Linked DNA regions of Mus musculus: all the other regions are linked to region 3. Evidence: chromatin contacts called from public promoter capture Hi-C data. All regions are on one chromosome and are shown on one strand. Each heading gives the region's core, a stretch centred on a gene start, on an enhancer-like site or on the middle of the called end of the contact. The rest is flanking DNA. Distances are from core to core; before and after follow the strand shown.

Region 1 (2,700 bases), core at 26-2,525, 550 kb after region 3:
GATTCTGAGGAAGATTCTGGAGACGACATACTACAGGGGGGTGGGAAGCAGAAAGCGGGCCTACATGTGCTTCCGCTTGTACTGAGGTCCTGAAGAGGTAAAAAAACAGAAAAGGAGAATTACAACTGAGTGACTACATTCTGCTTCCTCTTCTGCCAAGAAGTGAGGACACTCTCTTTCTCTTGCTGTCAACAAATTTTCTACATGGACTTTCAGATTTCCAAGCTGGAAAAGTCTTTCCGGCTTAGTGAAGACAGGCCTGAAAGTGTACCAAGTTCTTTGAAGGTGAGGTGTTATTCACTCCAATTAACTCCTGTGGGCAGTAAGGCAAAGAAGGCTACTACAAGAAGACAAATGGACGAAGTCAACAGCATTAGAATTGTATTAAGTATTGTATGAGGAATATGAACAATTCAGAAAGAAAGCCTCTACTATGCAGCATCCTGAACCATGAAACTAAAGTATAAAACGGCATTTTTTTATTTTTATTTTTTATTTTTGGTTTTTCGAGACAGGGTTTCTCTGTGTAGCCCTGGCTGTCATGGAACTCACTCTGTAGACCAGGCTGGCCTCAAACTCAGAGATCCACCTGTCTCTGCCTCCCAAGTGCTGGGATTAAAGTTGTGTGCCACCACTGCCCAGCTATAAAACAGCATTCTTTCCCATTTTATAAACATTCTTTCCCACTTTATAAACATTTCCCTTATTTAACTTTTACAGCCATTATTTATCCATAAATTTCCAAAAGTTAGAGAAAATGACTGTCCTGTGCATTTAACATACCACAGTGTACACTGGTGTCTCCAGATTAATAATATCTAAAATTAACAAATAAACCTGCTGACTCAGAAATAGAAACAAGATGACGTACCTGGGTTTTGAATTGGTGGTACCAGCATCAAGGTTTGGCATCTTAGTCAGCATCTCCTTTAGCTGAAGCTCTGCGAATTGACACATTCTGGGTTGATCAAGTGTCACGGTCTCATGGTCTCATGGTGTCTTGTATGTAAAGGACCATAGAGATGCTAAGAAAAACAACTCAGAGTGCATTTTGAAATTGTGCTAATGATAGACTAGATTGAGAATGAATTGTGCATGAATATACATTTTCAGCCAATAAACTTTGTAAAGTCAAGAGAAACTCTGCTTATAATAGCAGAGCCCTGGTTGACTTTCTGGGAAAAGAGCAGGAGAATTTGGCAAGCGGGTGTTTTCAGTGACACAGCACCATTGGTATGTTTCTGGGAAGGAAAGGCACACTGTTTCTCAGATTGCTTTCGGTTTTGATGCTTTTTATGTCCAGGAGTCCTGCACAGCCATGGCGGGTGAGTCCTTTCTTTGTTTATGCTTGTGTTGAGGGAGTTACATATGGATTTCTGAGAGAAGAGATAACAATGCTTCATCAAAGCAGAGCTGTTTGTAAGTTGAGGGGAGGGAGGCTATGGTAGCACATGTTGAAGCAGAGTGCGTGCAGATACTCTCAAAGGCATTTATCCTCAGCATTTACAGCTGTGGGAAAGAAAGGAAAATGAATCTCTCTAGACCCCTCCTTTTAGTATTTTCCTGTGTTTTAAGTATTGCCTTTGACTCACTGACTAGAGGTTTTCTCCAGCTCTCTGGGTGTTTTGTTCTGAGGATGAGAAACTTTACTACTGAACAAAACCTTGCATTTTCTCTATCTTTCTGCTCTGTATCTGAACTACTTTTCAGCAGCAAGCCAGGCAGCTAGTTTGATTTCTCTATTTCTACACAGAGCTCTCTAGGACCACTGGCAGTATAAACAAAATGTGGGACAATATAGCTGTAATGTGTTCACGTTATACTATGCTGTGTATGGAATAAAATATCCTTTTAAGATATTTACAAAAATGAGCAAAAGTGGAAGGGTCATGAGTGATCTGCAGAAATGTCAGACATCAGGTATCTATGGCTGAATCGCCTGATGAAGTTGTTTCTCTTCTCCCCACTTATGTTTCCTCCTGTACAAACTTGATATGTGTTGGGCAATATAAATGCTTCTGTGGGTTCATAGACAAATTGTCACTCAACTGTCACCTGATTAATTATATTATAATCTCAAAAATGAAGGACAGCCATTTATAAAAAGGAAAGGCCATGGGTCCCATCCTTAGGCAGTGAGTATAATTCCCAAGAAAGCCTTACAGGCAGTCCTGTTTATTTATCTATGTGGGCGATTCTTGTCTGTATTTGAATTTGAAAGCTGGTAGTGCAGAAACATATTTAAATACCTTTCCATGTCTAAATGATATTATTTTTACAGCCAGGAGGACACATGAAAGAGATCCAATCTACAAGATCAAAGGTTTGGCCAAGGACATGCTGGATGGGGTTTTTGATGACCTGGTGGAGAAGAATGTTTTAAATGGAGATGAGTTACTCAAAATAGGGGAAAGTGCGAGTTTCATCCTGAACAAGGCTGAGAATCTGGTTGAGAACTTCTTAGAGAAAACAGACATGGCAGGAAAAATATTTGCTGGCCACATTGCCAATTCCCAGGAACAGCTGAGTTTACGTGAGTAGTTCTGGCCAAAATGCCATCAGCTCCTTTTTTTCTACTTCCTACAAAACTTCTGTGTTTACTTCTGTTCTTAAGGAAATCTGACCTCCCCATATCCCTTAGACTGTTACTTGTCTATTTGTTTAGCAGATGAAAAACACCCAGATTCACCCAAACTACTT
Region 2 (2,700 bases), core at 131-2,630, 660 kb after region 3:
TTTGTTATATGACCTCTGTGCTTTGCCACCCCCCATTTTATTGAATATTTTATTTATTTACACTTCAAATATTATCCCATCTCCCAGTTTCCCCTCTGTAAGCTCCCTATCCCATTCACCCTCCACCTGCTTCTGTGAGGTTGCTCCCCACCCATTCAATCACTCCCTCCTCCCCACTCTGGCATTCCCCTACACTGGGGTATCCAGCATTCACAGGACCAAGGGCCTCTCCTACCATTGATGTTTGACAAGGCCATCCTATATTACATATGTGGCTGGAGCCATGGGTCACTCCATGTATACTCTTTGGTTGGTAGCTTAGTCCCTGGGAGCCCTTGGGGGTCTAGTTTGTTGATATTGTTGTTCTGCCTATGAGTTGCAAACCCCTTCAGCGCCTTCAGTCCTTTTTCTCACTCCTCCAGTGGACACTGCTCAGTCCATTGGTTGGTTTCAAGCATCTGCCTCTGTATTTGTCAGGCTCTGGCAGAGCCTTTTAGGAGATAGTTATATCAGGCTCCTTCCAGCAAGTACTTCTTGGCATCTGCAATAGTGTCTGGGTTTGGTGTCTGTATATAGGATGAATCCCCAGGTGGGGCAGTCTCTGGATGGTCTTCCCTTCAGTCTCTGTTCCATACTTTGTGTCCATATTTCCTCACATTAATATTTTGTTCCTCATTCTAATAAGGTCTGAGGCATCATCACTTTTTTCTTGTTCTTGAGCTTCATGTGGTCTGTGAACTGTGTCTTGGGTATTCTGAACTTTAGGGCTAATATTAATTTATCAGTGAGTGCATACCATGTGTACCATCTCAAGATGATATTTTCTAGTTCCTTCAATTTGCCTAAGAATTTCATGAAATCATTGTTTTTAATAGCTGAGCAGTACTCTGATGTGAGAAATAATAAAAATAAACCTGCACATTCCCGCGCTTGAGTCCAGCAACACTCTGCCCTGGTGGCCTGGCAGGCTATGCACTGGAGGGCAATAGCCAACCTGTTTTTATCTTGTGGAGACTCTCGGGCCCTGAGTTTCCAAAAGGCCTCCAACCAGCTCACTACATTCCCAATGGTGGGCCATTACCACACCAACCCTGTGCTTCAAATCCCTCCTGGCCTTTGTGGTGCACTTCAGGAAAACTCACACTTTGCAGAAGTACCTTTTCTCTATTGAACCCAGAAGAGCGGCTGTGTGAAGGAAAACACAACACAAACTTAGGTCAGAAACTGTGATAACTCAGTCGATGGGTGCAGCAACTAAAATCCTAATCTTGTAAGTATTATTAAATCTAAAGCTTCAGTGGCAAATCCAGGCAGATCTGCCATTGAAATCAGGAGACACTTGAAGCTACATCTTGCCCAGTGATTGGACCCTTTATTCATTAGGGGATGGTTCCCAAGAAGGCACCTAAGGGCATGACTCATTCCTTATTTGCAGCCCCTAGCAGGAGACAGGAATTTGCATCAAAATACAAGCAACCCCAGGGCTATCCATTGACCCGTCCAGCAGGTCCAGTTATTCGAGGATCTCGAGGGGACCTCCTCCTAATAACCAAATGGGGGGTAGAGAGAGACGAGGGTCTTGTACGAATAACGACACGGAAACCGTTCTGAAGTTGTATCAAGACCCCAATGTATTGAGAAAGGTCCAAGGTTTAAATGCACAAGCAAAGAGGGAAGTACAGATACTTATCAGTGGGAGGGGTAGGGCAATACAAGCAAAAGGAGAAGTATTTATCAGTGGGAGGGGGGCAATAGAAATTCTTTCTTTTGACAGCTACACGGGGAAGCAGGAACTTGGTGGTGTCAGGGTGTGGTCAGGAGATGACCCAGGGCTGGAACATCCCGTAGTTCTCGGAATCCATGTGTCCGTGGCCCGCTTTTGACCCCTTTTTTTCTTCTCGGGGGGAGAGGCCCAATTCAGAGATCAGGACAATAGCGTTGCCTAAATGGCTCCCAACAATCCATCACAGTACTCCATTGTGTAAATGCACCACATTTTCTGTATCCATTCTGCTGTTGAAAGACAACTCTGTTTTTTCCAGCTTCTTGCTATTATAAATAAAGCTGCTATGTACATAGTGTAGTAGGTGTCCTTGTTATATGTTGTAGCATCTTTTGGGTGCATGTCCAGGAGTGGTATAGCTGGGTCCTCCGGTAATACTATGTTCAATTGTCTGAGGAACTGCCAGATTGATTTCCAGAGTGCTTGTACCAGCTTGCAATCCCACCAACAATGGAGGAGCGTTCCTCTTTTTTCACATCCTGGCCAGCACCTGTAGTCATCTAAGTTTTGACCTTAGTCATTCTGACTAGTGTGAGGTAGAATCTCAGGATTGTTTGGATTTGCATTTCCCTAATGACTAAGCATGTTGATTTCTTTAGATGCTTCACAGCCATTAGATATTCCTCAGTTGAGAATTCTTTATTTATGTACCCCGTTTTTTAATAGGGTTATTTGGTTCTCTAGAGTCTAACTTCTTGAATTCTTTATAAATATTGGATGTTAGCCCTCTATTGGACATAAGGTTGGCAAAGATCTTTACTGAATCTGCTGGTTGCCATTTTTTCCTATTGACAGTGTCCTTTGCCTTACAGAACCTTTTCAATTTTATGAGGTCCCATTTGTCTATTATTGACTTTAGGGCAAAAGTCATTGGTGTTCTGTTCAGTAAAATATCCTCTGTGCCCATGTGTTCGAGG
Region 3 (2,700 bases), core at 176-2,675:
GAATGCTGCAGCTTGCAGAATAGCAAAAAGTGGGTTAAAAAAAACAAACAAACAAACAAAAACGAACACAAAATAAAACTCGGCATTTCCTCTTGTTCTACGAAAACGAGATTAAAAGAAAACGAGTATAAAATGCAATCAAAGTCCATGAAGGTTTGATTGTTTGTTTGTTTATTGTTTTCTCCTTCCTCAACTTCTTTCATTCCTACTTTAACCTACTGTAGAGCAAGAAGGAACTTGAATCAGGGTTGGGTGTGCTAGCCTGAACTTGCACCCAGAAGGTCTGTTTGAAAAGGGAAAGCTCCTCCATAGAATTCCTTATCTGCAACTCATTTACCTCACATCAGCTACATGCACCTCTTCCCCAGTTCTTCTTACCTATTTGAACGCTGCTCGGAAAGGCTCCCATGGCGAGTCCCCAAAATCCAGAAAACAACAAGACAATCTGCCTGCAAATAATCCTCATCTTCTTTGCTCCTCTCCCTGGTGCGCGCTCTCCTCTCTTTCTCTCACTCTTGCTAAATGATTTTCAGAGAGGCATTGAAGATGATGGCGCTAAAATTCAAAGAGAGAGAGAGAGAGAGAGAGAGAGAGAGAGAGAGAGAGAGAGAGAGAGAGAGAGAGAGAGAGAGAGAGAGAAGAAAAGGTTTGGGTGCTTTTAGGTTATGACAGCTTTCCCTCAACAATCCATCCCCAGCTGCCAGATGTTTCCCGCAGTCTCCATAGCCCTGGGGGAGGTTTTCTGTCCTGCTGATAATGTTCATGCAGAAGATGGTGGTGGCCAGTCTAGCTGCTGCTCTGCTCACAGAGATGAGACATGCGCTCTGTCTGTGGCTCCCTTGCGCTCCCTTGCTCACATCCACACGGTTGCGGGCGCCACACGCGCTCTGCAGCTCACAGCCGACCCCCGCCCGGGCTACAGCATCCCTGAGCGCCTCCAGTGCCTCGGTACCGGAGCGCGCACTCCCACCACGGCCCCTCACCCCTTGCCCCTTGCTCCTCGCCTCCCATTCCCTTTCCCCCAGCCTGTACTCACCAGATCGCCCAGGTCTTCAGGGAGGCTCTGGAGCGAGTCTTCAGGCTGGGGTTTTGGCGTACAGTCTCCAGTATCTGATCCCCTTCCTCCTACCTTCCGCGCGTTTGCCGAGGAACCGGCTCTGGAGGTGGGGGCCCCTCTTCAGAACCAGTGTTTTTCTTTTTATGCCCTCCAAGTCGCCTTTGGATTCTTGGTTGAGCTTGGCAGGAAACTACCCCGGGGGGCCGGGTATGCCAGCCCGGATCCCGGGCTGGGGGGTTGGAGAGGAAGTTAGCACCTCCCCATGGTCTCAGTCCCCTGCAGCATCCTTGCAGGCTCGCGGGAGGACAAGCTGCCTCCCGGCTCCCAGCCCTTTCCTCTCAGCCTTGCCCAGCCTAGTCCGCTTCTGCTATTGGGTTGCGCGCCCGCGCGAGCGAGCGAGCGCGCGCACGCGAGGGGAGACTTCCTTGCTGCAACTGCAGCAAAGATTTCTCACCAGCAAACAACCAGGGGAATCTGCAAAGCCCTTGATGCGGATGGATGCGGTAAAGGTACTCAGAGAAGGAGAGGAGCGAGGAGGGGGACAAGGCAGCCCCGAGGTGATGAGGCTGGGGTCTAGAAGGGAAGAATTGGAGGAGGTAGGAGGTAAGGGTAGTGAAAGTCAGAGAAGTTTACAGGATAGAAAAGGGAGGTGTGTGTGAGGGGGTGGGCAAGGGAGGAAGAGGAGACCAGAGGGGTGGTGGTGGTTAGCAAGACACACTCAGAGACCTCTAGTATGTTCTTTAAAGGGCACTAGGCAGAATTAGGAATTAACATTGAGAAGTATAAATTAAGAAAACTACTTAAAGGCTGCAGTTCATTTCTATTCAGTGATTTACCCAAAAGGATGCTTTCCTGCATTTTGTGTGTGTGTGTGTGTGTGTGTGTGTGTGTGTGTGTCGTGGTGAGTGTATTGTGTGTGTTGTTGTGTATGTGTTCTCCATACACATCTCCTTTGCTTGGGGTTTGGAAAACTCATTCTACTTACAGTCACCTCCAAGAAGGCATGGCTTTTGCAGATGAAGTCAGCAAGTTAGTTTGAGTTTGTATAAGAAAGTAGAAAGGAATTAAGCTAGGATTTTAGGAATATTGTCACTTTGTTCACAGAGTCACCTTTAAAGCTGTCATTTCACTCGCTGTCGTTTTATGGGAAGAGGCTGGGACACCTCCAAAGGAGGTGATTGCAGTACCTGTAGACAATATGGAAGATAGCTTTCTAATATCCCAATACAAAATAATATGTCCTAAGGAGAAATGACAGTAACCTAGGTCTTCAATGATATAGTTTAAAGTCCAGGAGGGAAGCCTAGGAGAACTCAACCCTACTCAAAAACTATAGACAACTGAGGAGAACTGGGAGTGGGGGAGATTGTCTTCCACAGAATAACAAACCAATTGGTAGTCCTTGGGCAAACAGTTCACTCACATACAAGTAATATTTCATGGACTTAGCAAGTTTATATTTAGAATGAATATATATATATATGAATATATATATATATATTCATGTGATATATATTATCACATGAACAATTGAAAAAGAGGCCATAGATTTTAAGATGAGTAGGGAGGGGTTTAGAGTATGGGAGGATTTGGAGGGAGGCAATGAAAGGGAGAATTGTAGTAATTCAATTACACTCTCATAA
Region 4 (2,700 bases), core at 81-2,580, 730 kb after region 3:
TGTCTAATCTGTATGAATGAATGTTCTATGTTTTATGTTGGATAATAAAGATGACATAAAAACTTTATCTGCAAAGCCAAGAGCTGCCACGTGCTTCAACCAGGAATCAGACACATGGCAGGAGGGTCCCTGCTAGGAAAAATGGGTGAGTCTACAGCCTCTTAGTTTCAGGGGAAAAAAGCTGATAAATGGTTCGTGATTAATGTGATTGACAAATGTTAAGGTACCTTTATTCTATGATTGTAGCTAGAAAAATTAATATTCTCTGATTGGTCTAAATGTAACTGCTTCATTTGGTTCCTTTTTGTTGGTAATATGCTTTGTGTGTTTTCACAATCAGCTCATAAGTTGTTGGTTAAGATTAATAATTGTTACATTGCTACAGATGGTTAGTCTTAAAATTGATAACTCAAGTTTAGAGTCCTTCGGACACGTGGCATAAAGCAGGCCAAGAGGCTGGGTCTCTAAAGATATTTCTAGTTTAAATAATAATTAATGTGGTTCCTATCCTAAAAAGTAAAATTAAAGATAAGATTTAAAGCAATGTCTCTTTATTAAAGCATTAAAGCTTACATGTATTCATAGGTATTAATTGGCAGCCAAACTTCGTAATATGATAGTAATACTTCTAATATTGATTCTATAAGTAATAAATTATCTTGAAATTGGGTTTTACTTTCCCAAAGTTAATGTTGTGAAAGAAACTTAATAATTCTTTAGAGATCTAGCCAGACGCTGTTTTAATGAAGTTCAAATTCACAGTTTATAGTCAATCAGTCCATAAAATTTATCAAGGCATTTCAATCTGCTTTGCCTACCTTTTATATAGTTATATTGAATCCAAAAGTTTGTTTCTTTTTCTCTCTCCTTGCATCTTAATGATTGTAAAGGTTTTGCTTCTAGTGAGTTTGTAATAACTAAAATATTTTGCCTCTAATATGGCTAAATATTGATCTACATTATGTAAGAAATTTTTATTATTTCTGCTTCTATGCAAGAAGCCAAAAGTTTTAATCTTTCAATGTATATTGTTTTCTAAGTAGAAAGTATTTTATTAGCTAATGCCTCTCAAGGGAAGTTTACTTAAAACCTTAACTAACCCTAGGCAGAGCCACTTTATCCTTACTGTAAACATTTATCTGGCTCCAGTTAATCCTTTTGAAGTCATTCCTTTATTTCATGTCAGGTAACTTCTAGTATTTTGCCTGCTGTAACTTCCTACTCCCTTTTATTATCTGTATTCTTTGGCTCCAGCATCTGCTGGAGGCTGCAGGATGGGCCTTTGGGCACATAGTTTTCCCTGGGTGTGTTAATGTGAGAAGCAGCCAAAACGCGAGTGGCCTTGTAGCCAACTCAGAGGGAGGGGCCTTGCCTGCCATTGCCCCATAGTCTCTGCCCGTCTCCGCTGGAATAGCCACATTTTTCCAGCTAAGGCCCGGGGTGCTCTGCCACCCTTGTTTGAGTTTTCTAGCCTGAGAAAAAGGCCGAGGTGGCGGAAGTGGCTGTGGCAACAAGGCCAGTTCTGCCCCAGTGCCAGGACCGGAGCTGACTCTTGACATAGTGGCGAGTCAGGCGCACACCGCCTTCTCCATTTCAAAATTACAGGGCTCAATAGCAAGTTAAAATCCAGGGCGTCAGGCGGCCAGATCTAAAGAGGACTTAGAGCAAACGCCCCCCCAAGTACCCTGTGAGTGTCTGGTCCTAGACCACAAAGCCATGACAAGGCAGGTGGGGGGGGGGCAGGTAGCACCCACCTCAAAACACAGTTTCATCATCCTATTAAAACCACTGTGATAAAAAGATTGTAAAGTATATTCGTGTATTTTAGAAAACCTTTAACAAAAATTGTGTCTTAAAAACCTAAGTGTCTGTTCCTTGTTCCAAACAGCAATTAATTTGGTTATTAGAAAATATTAATAATTGACCTATTACATACCATCTTTTTAAATAGATTAATAATCAATATCCCAAATATAAGTTAAAATTGTTTTTATACATGCTTTCATATCTTCTATAAATTCATGCATGCATATATCCCAATTATTGTGTTTAATAACAACTCCAATATGAGACGTAAGTAAATGTAAATTAGATCACATGCTTAGTCTCTTAAGTTTCCCCCATTTCAGCACAAATAATCTAGTTGTGTGCTGTAGATGGTGTTTTTAATTGCTGAACAATCAAACCTTAATTTGTATAGTCAATGTTATATCTCAGAGCTCACAATTGCTTAAGATTGTTCATCCCTCAGATGCTATTAATTCTCAAATTTGCAATGGCTTATGCATATACAACTCATAGAAAAAAATGCTGTCCTTTTAAGAAGGCGGTTTTTAGACATTTATTAAATTTTCCTAATTGCCTGGACATTTTTAAAACAGTGCCAGGATAAATTTATATCTCAGACAGTCTATAGGCCGTCCATATAAAATAGGTTAGATATATAACCTCGTTCTTTATTCATAACAGTTATGGTTTAGAGATAATATTTTAGTATTCTTACAAATTGTGCATGTATAATTCCTTTTAGTGTCCTCAGTTACTACTTGTTTCCACATAATAGTGTTAATTCTTGAGGACTTTTACTTAATAATTTGCTACAAATAAATGCTCTTATTTCTAGTTAATAAATAAATGAATTATGCACATGTGACTCTTTAAAACTTTTCAAGCTTTCTAGTTACAAACGCTCCTTAAGAA

What was found. Promoter capture Hi-C pulls out the DNA fragments that hold promoters and counts their contacts.
Region 1: a promoter capture Hi-C map of second pharyngeal arch cranial neural crest shows a contact between it and region 3. The contact joins the promoter of Casp12 here to the promoter of Gria4 in region 3. A contact is called at or near these places in 8 of 39 promoter capture datasets (the 3T3-L1 cell line, cranial neural crest, embryonic stem cells and 3 more), 2 of 484 Hi-C or Micro-C datasets (both in uterus) and 1 of 115 datasets of contacts at active chromatin or transcription factors (stem cell-derived neural progenitor cells).
Region 2: a contact with region 3 is called in a promoter capture Hi-C map of embryonic stem cells, with 2.5 times the contacts expected there. The contact joins the enhancer-like site here to the promoter of Gria4 in region 3. A contact is called at or near these places in 7 of 39 promoter capture datasets (the 3T3-L1 cell line, embryonic stem cells, hippocampal neurons and 3 more) and 1 of 115 datasets of contacts at active chromatin or transcription factors (neural progenitor cells).
Region 4: a promoter capture Hi-C map of stem cell-derived epiblast-like cells shows a contact between it and region 3, with 3 times the contacts expected there. The contact joins the enhancer-like site here to the promoter of Gria4 in region 3. A contact is called at or near these places in 5 of 39 promoter capture datasets (the 3T3-L1 cell line, liver, pre-B cells and 1 more) and 1 of 9 other capture datasets (liver).

The regions. Positions count from the first base shown.
Region 1 is chr9:5,344,201-5,346,900 of GRCm38.p6, forward strand. It overlaps Casp12 (caspase 12), which reads left to right and starts at 1,276. Exons shown (of 11, transcript NM_009808.4): 1 at 1,276-1,325; 2 at 2,282-2,533. The coding sequence starts at 1,319.
Region 2 is chr9:5,458,686-5,461,385 of GRCm38.p6, forward strand. No RefSeq gene overlaps it. Among named protein-coding and RNA genes, the nearest start is that of Casp12, 110 kb to the left of the region's middle. Within about 2 kb of position 1,381, at least 7 of the 459 cell types and tissues checked have an H3K27ac peak or open chromatin away from gene starts, as enhancers often do. A contact at or near this core is called in embryonic stem cells, where this site is marked.
Region 3 is chr9:4,794,809-4,797,508 of GRCm38.p6, forward strand. Gria4 (glutamate receptor, ionotropic, AMPA4 (alpha 4)) reads right to left here and starts at 1,426. Exons shown (of 17, transcript NM_019691.5): 1 at 1,037-1,426; 2 at 379-555. The coding sequence starts at 466. Gm46100 (predicted gene, 46100) reads left to right here and starts at 1,496. Exons shown (of 2, transcript NR_165471.1): 1 at 1,496-1,566.
Region 4 is chr9:5,527,896-5,530,595 of GRCm38.p6, forward strand. No RefSeq gene overlaps it. Among named protein-coding and RNA genes, the nearest start is that of Casp12, 180 kb to the left of the region's middle. Within about 2 kb of position 1,331, at least 2 of the 459 cell types and tissues checked have an H3K27ac peak or open chromatin away from gene starts, as enhancers often do. A contact at or near this core is called in stem cell-derived epiblast-like cells, where this site is marked.